2 separate regions of the Sus scrofa genome follow, and region 2 is linked to region 1. Evidence: chromatin contacts called from public HiChIP or PLAC-seq data. All regions are on one chromosome and are shown on one strand. The core of a region is the stretch at or near the end of the contact, and the rest is flanking DNA. Distances in the headings are between cores, read along the strand shown.

Region 1 (3,621 bases), core at 163-2,662:
GTTGAACTATCAGAATTTCCATAGCAGCAAGCTTATCATTGGACTCATAAAAGCTTTGAACTCTAAATGGAAAGAAACATTTTGCTATGAATACAAGGAAGAGAGGTAAGGAAGGAAAAAGAGGCTGAGGATGGTAAATTTAAAACCTGCCTTTCATGTGCAGGAGAGATGGGCCTGGAACGTAGGGAGACTGTCCCTTCCTCTGTATTCACAGCCCACCCCCCCACCCCCGCTAACCCCACCTGGTGCTCCTATTACTAGCATCCCCTTGTGCCCTGACAATAACCTTGTTTGGATAAGTTCAAATGTCCTCCCACCATTAACCTGACTGTTCACTACAACTGCTTTTCCTAAGTTTAAACTGAAGTCCCTGCTGTTCCATTAGGAGACTGGTGAATGGCATGCATTTCTTTTCTGTGTATGTTGAAAAACTTCCCCAGAAAGTTGGAAAAATCACTGTATAGATATTTTTGCTACTTGTGTCTTTGCACTTCCTAGTGTTTCTGGGTTCTGAACTATCTTGGGACTAATGCAAGAACATTGTATGTTTTTGTATTGCACTTAAAAGTGAAGAAGAGAGGGAAAGTTTGATGCCTTTTTCTACCTTGTCCCCTCCATCCTGGCCCAGGGCCCAACTATTCTTCAAAACTTGTTGGCAATTGTTTGAGTTGGTTCCTTCCAGCTCTATTAGTGATTTAAAAGCAAACTCTCTTATAGCTTAAAAATATTTTGGAGTTCCCTTGTGGCACAAAAGGTTAAGGATCTGGCATTGTCACTGTAGCAATTCAGGTTGTTGCTGTGGTACGGGATCATTCCTATTTTTTATGTCTGTAATTGACGTTAATTGAAAATGACTCCTAGGTCTAGTAATAGCTTAATTAATTTTACCCATGAAGCCCGTTATTGTTCAAGAACAAATAGCATTAAGATGAATCATTTGTAAGATGGACCTATAAAGAAAACTGTGTTTTGATCGGACGTCTCAAAGGACAAATGTTCTACTGTTTGGAAATGCTGGGTTTTAAGGACTTGGTAACTAAGCAGAAAATATTGTAGAAATGGCCGCAGGTTCTTTGGTACTTCCTTATTAAATCACAGTGTCTGAAGCAATAGCATAATGCAATAGATTTCAACTTCTTCCTCTCCTGTCCTTCCCCTCTTTGATTTCTAGTTATGGCATAGCTTACACTGAACAAAGTACAAAAAACATTAAGAACACACCTAGTTTATGCATCCATGTAATCACAATTCAGATTAAAAATACAGAACTGGAATTCCTGCTGTGGCTCAGTGGGTTAAGAACCCGACATCGGATGCCAGTTCAGTCCCTGGCCTCGCTCAGTGGATTAAGGATCTGGTGTTACTGCAAGCTGTGGCATGGGTCACAGATGCAGCTCAAACCTGGTGTGGTTGTGGCTGTGGTGTAGGCAGGCAGCTGCAGCTCCAATTGGACCCCTAGCCCAGGAACTTCCGTATTCTGTAGCCATGGCCATAAAAAGAAAAAAAAAAAATACAGAAATCACCCAGAAAGCTTTCTTGTATAACACCTCTTCCTCCACCAACAAGAAAAAATTTACTACTCTTCTGACCTCTGTTCACCATGAATTAATTTTAATTGTTTTTATCTCTGTATCATTGGAATCATATGGTATGTGTCTGGCTTCTTTCATTCAGTATTATGTCTATAAGAGTCATCCATATTTTGTATAGCAATAGTTACTGCTGTGTAACATTCTATTATATGACTGTGTCATAGTCTATATATCCTATTGTCACTGGACCTTTGTGTTGTTTCTAGTTTTTCATTATTACGAATAAAGCTCCTATGAACATTCTTAGATGTGTCTTTTGATTAACATTTCTGTTAGATATATTCAAAATTCAAATTGCTTGGATGTAAGGCAAACATATTCCTAGTTTAGTAGATACTTCCAAACTATTTTCCAAGGTGTTTGTACCTACTTACATTCCCACCAGTAGAGTGTTAGCGTTCTGGTTGCTTGTCAGGTCTTTAATTGTCCATTTTTGTGTGTGCTGGTGGTTAACAGTGTATCTCACTGTGGTTTTAATTTGTCTTTCCCTGATGATTAATGATGTTGAACACCCTTTCATAAGCTTACTGGCCATTTGACATCCTTTTTTTTTGTGAAATGACTATTTAATATTTTACCCATTTTAGAAAACAGACTGTTTTAAAATTGACTTATAGGCATTCTTTTGTATTTTTTTATATATACCAAGAATGTGTGTACATATATACAAATATGATATTGATTTATCAATCTTTTCTTTCATAGTTCTTTTGTTTCCTGTTGTGAATATCTTTGCCTACCATATAGTAGTAGACTCATTCCCATAGCTCATTCATCTATTACTCTATAGTAGGCAACTACTATATGGTAATATAGTAATATAGTAATAGTTGCCTATCATATAGTAATAGATGAATGAGCTGTGGGAACGAGTTTTCTACATTTTATAAAGTATTTCACAGTGCCAATTATCTGTTTATAGTCCAATTACTTCTATTTGTCATGGTGTATCTATATTATTTGTATTTTCTCTTCAGTCTTATTTCATGGAAAGAAACTAAGCTCTACAAAGTTCTGATGGGTGGTTTCCCTCCATCTCTGTGTCACTGCTGTATGGGAATGTCTCCTGCCTCTGTGAGAAGGTTGGAAAACACTTAGAGGACAGCTGCCAAGTCTGGGTGAGGGTCATGTGCAGCTGAAGATAAGCAAGTGGTTCTTTCTTCACTAGTGATGAATCACCCCATCTGCCTGATTGAGCAGCCAGTACCTCCGCATGCACACACCCATACTTAGTTGTCTTCTGCAGACATCATCTTTCTTCTCTGCTATTTTTTGTCCACTCTTTCCAGAAGCACCTTTACTAGGAACCTGTACACTTTACACTTGATGTAGCTTCCGTGACCTCATATTTCTTTGGTATCTCTGAACACAGCTTGTTAATAAGTGTCTCTAAGACTGTTTACCCTTCTGTTTGTCCTCTTTACTCTCATGTTTTTCTAAAAGTTCCATGTTGTCTACCTTTCTTACATGCACAAAATAGCGTCTTACACTCATGGGTGTTTGTTATTCATTATGTGTTTACTAAATATGTATATTTTCTGCCTCATGTCCATTCCCACTTATCACAGATAATTGAGAATATATTGGGAAACATTTTTCTTAGAAATCTCCAAGCTTCTCTTAAGTTCTTATAAGACTATCCTAAAGTTGTTATCAAGGGGTTGTTTTAAGTGGCTGAATTTCTAGAAAAGCTGGGCATCAGAACACCTTGGTTTTCATATCTAGCATTGTTAAGCACCCTATCTGGTAAAGAAATAAAGTGATTTTACGTTATTTGCAAAATGTAAGCTTGTTTTCTAAAGAAAAGCAGTTTCTAAACAAGTCAGTTAAGTTCGTTTCATAATAGTGCATTCAGGTTAAATGAACCATGTAATTTCTGCTTATGGATATTAAGTTAAAAAGCAAACATTTTTAAGAAACTTGACAAGCTTAATCTTTCAAAGAAGAAAAAATGAATATTTCTTAACTGGTAATGTAATGCCTTAGGGAGGTTGTAGCAACAGTATATTAAATGCACACAGCAGGAATT
Region 2 (3,688 bases), core at 831-3,330, 130 kb after region 1:
TCTTCTTCTCAGAGAGCATTTTTATATAAAAGTAATGCATAAAACATAAGTAGGAGTGATTCTGGTTGAAAGGAGGTTGGCTGACCAAAGCCCTGTTCCCCCCAGCTGCTTCTATTCCTCAACTACAGCCGTTGGAGAGAACAAAGATGTGTGTGTGGTGTGTGTGTGTGTGTGTGTGTGTGAGAACCAGCTCTGTTCTAAACTATCTAGTTTTTTGTCTGTTTTTATAGGTAGAGAAGGTAGGGTCCAGAGAGTTAAAGTAACTTGACCAAGTTCACACAGATAACTTAGTGTAAGAGGCAGGAAAGACCAGAGCCAGAGGACTGCCCTCCCTCCCACCAAAGAAAACAATGTGTACATTAAAAGACTTATAATTTCCATTAGGAGGTAATTATACACAAGAAAGATGAAAAAGATGGGAGACTCTCTTTGCCCAAAAAGTGGTGGCAAAACCAACAATTGAGTAATTGATAAGTAAAATTCTAGTACATATATATGATAGACTTTTATGCTACACTAAAGACTTTTCAAATAAATTTTTAGTAACTTGTAAAATGGTAGTATGTTAAACACATCGTTAAGTAACCTTTCTTAAGATACCAAAGTATGAGCAGAATAATCTCAATTCTATTGAAAATATTTCACTATGCATACAAAGCGATGGGAAGCATACTAAAATGTTGACAGGGATATACTTTGGTAGGATTATGAGTGATTTTTCATTTTTATATTTTCCAAATAGTCTATATTGAACACACATTATCAGATAAAAATTTTATGGGGGTAGGATGAAGGGAATAAAACACCCAAAGAGTTGAATAATATTTTTTATAACCTAGCTTTTTGATATAATGTGAAAGTTATGATGAAATAAAAAATACACAGTTGATCTTTGAGGAAGTCATTTATGTATTTAAAGTTTGGGAGCACATTAAGTATTTAAAATTGTTCTAATGTTCTTCAGGCCCCAAGTTGTCTTGCGATTCTAGTTAAGTGCTCAGTAAACGTGTTAACCTCTCCCCTCTAGACTTTCTTAGCTATATCGTATTCTCATCCCTCCTGCAAAACATCCACGGAAAATACTTGGTAGTATGTTTAGAATTGTTAAAAAAAATACGTTTTTTCTTTTTTTGTCTAGGGCGGCACCCACGGCATATGGAAGTTCCCAGGCTAGGGGGTAGAATCAGAGCTTCAGCTGCAGGCCTACACCACAGCCACAGCAACATGGGATCCTCAACCCACTGAGCGAGGCCAGGGATCAAACCTGTGTGTCCTTGTGGGTACTAGTCAGGTTCATTATCACTGAGCCACAATAGGAACTCCTAAAAATAATTTTTAAAATGTTACCTATCAGAAAGACATTGGCTTTTCACAGTTTTGTAATAAATTGGTATGTTCACTTTGAAGCCTAGGTCAGTAATTTCATCTTACTGCTTTATTCTTACAGACCTGCCAAGCCTAAACATGTGGAACTAAACTTTAAAACCCCAAAGAATCTTGACAGTTTGGGAAATGAGCATAATCCATTTAGCCAGCCAGTTCACAAGGGAAACACTGCCACCAAAATCTCCTTATTTGAAAACAAGCGCGCAAACAGTAGCCCAAAGCACACTGACCTTCGAGGCCCAAGGAACCTTCCTGCCTCCTCTAATAAAACGTTTGTTGGGAGGGCGAAGCTGAATTTAGCCAAAAAAGCCAAGGAGATGGAGCAACCTGAAAAGAAAGTGATGCCAAATAGTAACCAGAACGGTGTGCTGGGAAAGGAAACCTCTGCAGAAACCAAAGTTACTCTCCCTGAAGAAGAGACTCCGGGTTCTCAGCTTAAGGCAGATGTGCAGACAGATGCCAGCTGCCCTTCTGAACCCGTGGTTACTGCTCTGATTCCCATCAAGGACACCGAGCTCTTAGAGGAAAACTCAGAGGCTGCCAATAGCAAAAGACTTGAACTTGAAAATATGACTGATGCCGCACAAGACATCCCCGCCGTTCTTGATACCAAAGATTCACCTCCAGCAGCCATACCAAAGCCACAGGATGGGTTTTCTGACTCACAGCCCCCAGCTGAGTCACCTAATAGGCTTTCTCCTTCTCTGACTGCCTGCATTCCTGTGGATGATCCTAAAGGCACATGCACTCAAGCTCCTGTAAGCAGTTTTCCGTGCACTGATCTAAAAGTGTCAGAAAACCAAAGTGGATGTCCTCTGGCTGTGTCTCATCAGGACAGTGAGAAAATGCCTCCCTCCAAACTTGCAGGAGAAGGAGAGGAAGAAACAAGCGCTGCTTTTTCCCCAGAGCACAGCCCAGAAGCTGTGGGCAGTGAGTGTCCATCCAAGGTCCTCGTCCAGGTCAGGTCCTTCATGCTCCCCGTGGAGAGCACTGAGGATGTCCGCTCCCAGATCATCCCAGATAGCTCTGAAGTGAGAGAAGCACAGTTGCCAAGCTGTCACAATAATGAACTTGAAGTGGTTTCCGTTGCAAGTTGTGCTCCCCAGAAAGAGGAAGTACAGGGCAAGAAGAGCACATCACCCAAACACATTGATGCCAAAGAGGAACACGTAGCAGAATCTGGCCCACAAGTCATGCTGCCCGAATCAGAAAAACCTCTGCCCAGCCAGGCTCAAAGTCAGGGCAATGGAAAACCCCTGGAGGCTGAATCCAACCCCACCCACTGCCCTGGCGACCAAAATCATTTAGAAACCCCCCAAAGACCTGATCAAAGTATCGTGAATGGCCAGGACAGTCCTGCCAGTCTTTTGAACATTTCTGCTGGGAGCGATGATAGTGTATTTGATTCTTCTTCTGATATGGAAAAATTCACTGAGATTATTAAAAAAATGGACAGCACTGTTTGTGTGCCCCAGAAGAAAAAGAAGCCTAGGATGCCAAACTCCCCTGCCCCTCACTTCGCCATGCCTCCTATTCACGAGGACAATTTAGAAAAAGTGTTTGATCCCAACGTGTTTACCTTTGGTTTGGGGAAGAGAAAGGAAGGCCAGCCTGAAATGTCACCGGCTTTACAATTGATGCAGAATTTTGACACAAAATCCAAACTGAGGCCCAAACGTACGTCCGCCGAACAGAGTATCCTCTTCAAATCCCTGCAAACTCACGCTAATGGGAAAGATGAGCTTCTGGTGGCCCCAGAAGCAAATGACAAAGAGAACAGGGATATCAGCAACAGTGGAATCAAGAGATCGAGGCTGGAGAAAAGTGCCCTTTTCTCAAGCATGTTATCTTCTTTACCACAAGACAAAATCTTTTCTCCCTCTGTGACATCAGTCAGTACCATGACCACATCTTTCAGCACGTCTCACAGCACTTCTCTTGCTCAGCCTTCCGTGTTAGAGCCGGTGGTTGAGGGTGCCCCACCCTGTGGTTCAGAGAAAGATCAACCAAGTCTTGCACCCAGCAGCGTCAAGGTCTTCAGTTTCAACTCATCAAATACGTCTCATTCGGGATTGAAAAGTCTGAGCTCCATGGAAAAGTACGTGCAGAAAGAGGAAACCAAAAAAGATCTGGATTCGAGAAGCCACCTACCCTTGCCAGAAACTAAATGTTCTGAATTGTCAAAACTGAAGAACAGCGATGATACGGAAAAGTCAAATCATACTGAAAGCATTCTTAAATCGAACTTGCCAAGCTATGGAAACAGTGACACAGACTTCGCGGGTCTTTTCAAATCCAGCCG

Evidence for each region. HiChIP or PLAC-seq counts read pairs in DNA pulled down with a chosen protein or histone mark.
Region 2: an H3K27ac HiChIP or PLAC-seq map of alveolar macrophages shows a contact between it and region 1. The contact joins two enhancer-like sites. A contact is called at or near these places in 1 of 47 Hi-C or Micro-C datasets (epiblast stem cells) and 1 of 2 datasets of contacts at active chromatin or transcription factors (alveolar macrophages).

The regions. Positions count from the first base shown.
Region 1 is chr1:72,576,014-72,579,634 of Sscrofa11.1, forward strand. The region is part of intron 1 of CRYBG1 (absent in melanoma 1 protein); the gene reads left to right. Among named protein-coding and RNA genes, the nearest start is that of CRYBG1, 25 kb to the left of the region's middle. Within about 2 kb of position 1,413, at least 1 of the 83 cell types and tissues checked has an H3K27ac peak or open chromatin away from gene starts, as enhancers often do. A contact at or near this core is called in alveolar macrophages, where this site is marked.
Region 2 is chr1:72,704,606-72,708,293 of Sscrofa11.1, forward strand. CRYBG1 (absent in melanoma 1 protein) reads left to right here. Exons shown (of 22, transcript XM_021090505.1): 4 at 1,448-3,688. Among named protein-coding and RNA genes, the nearest start is that of RTN4IP1, 110 kb to the right of the region's middle. Within about 2 kb of position 2,081, at least 18 of the 83 cell types and tissues checked have an H3K27ac peak or open chromatin away from gene starts, as enhancers often do. A contact at or near this core is called in alveolar macrophages, where this site is marked.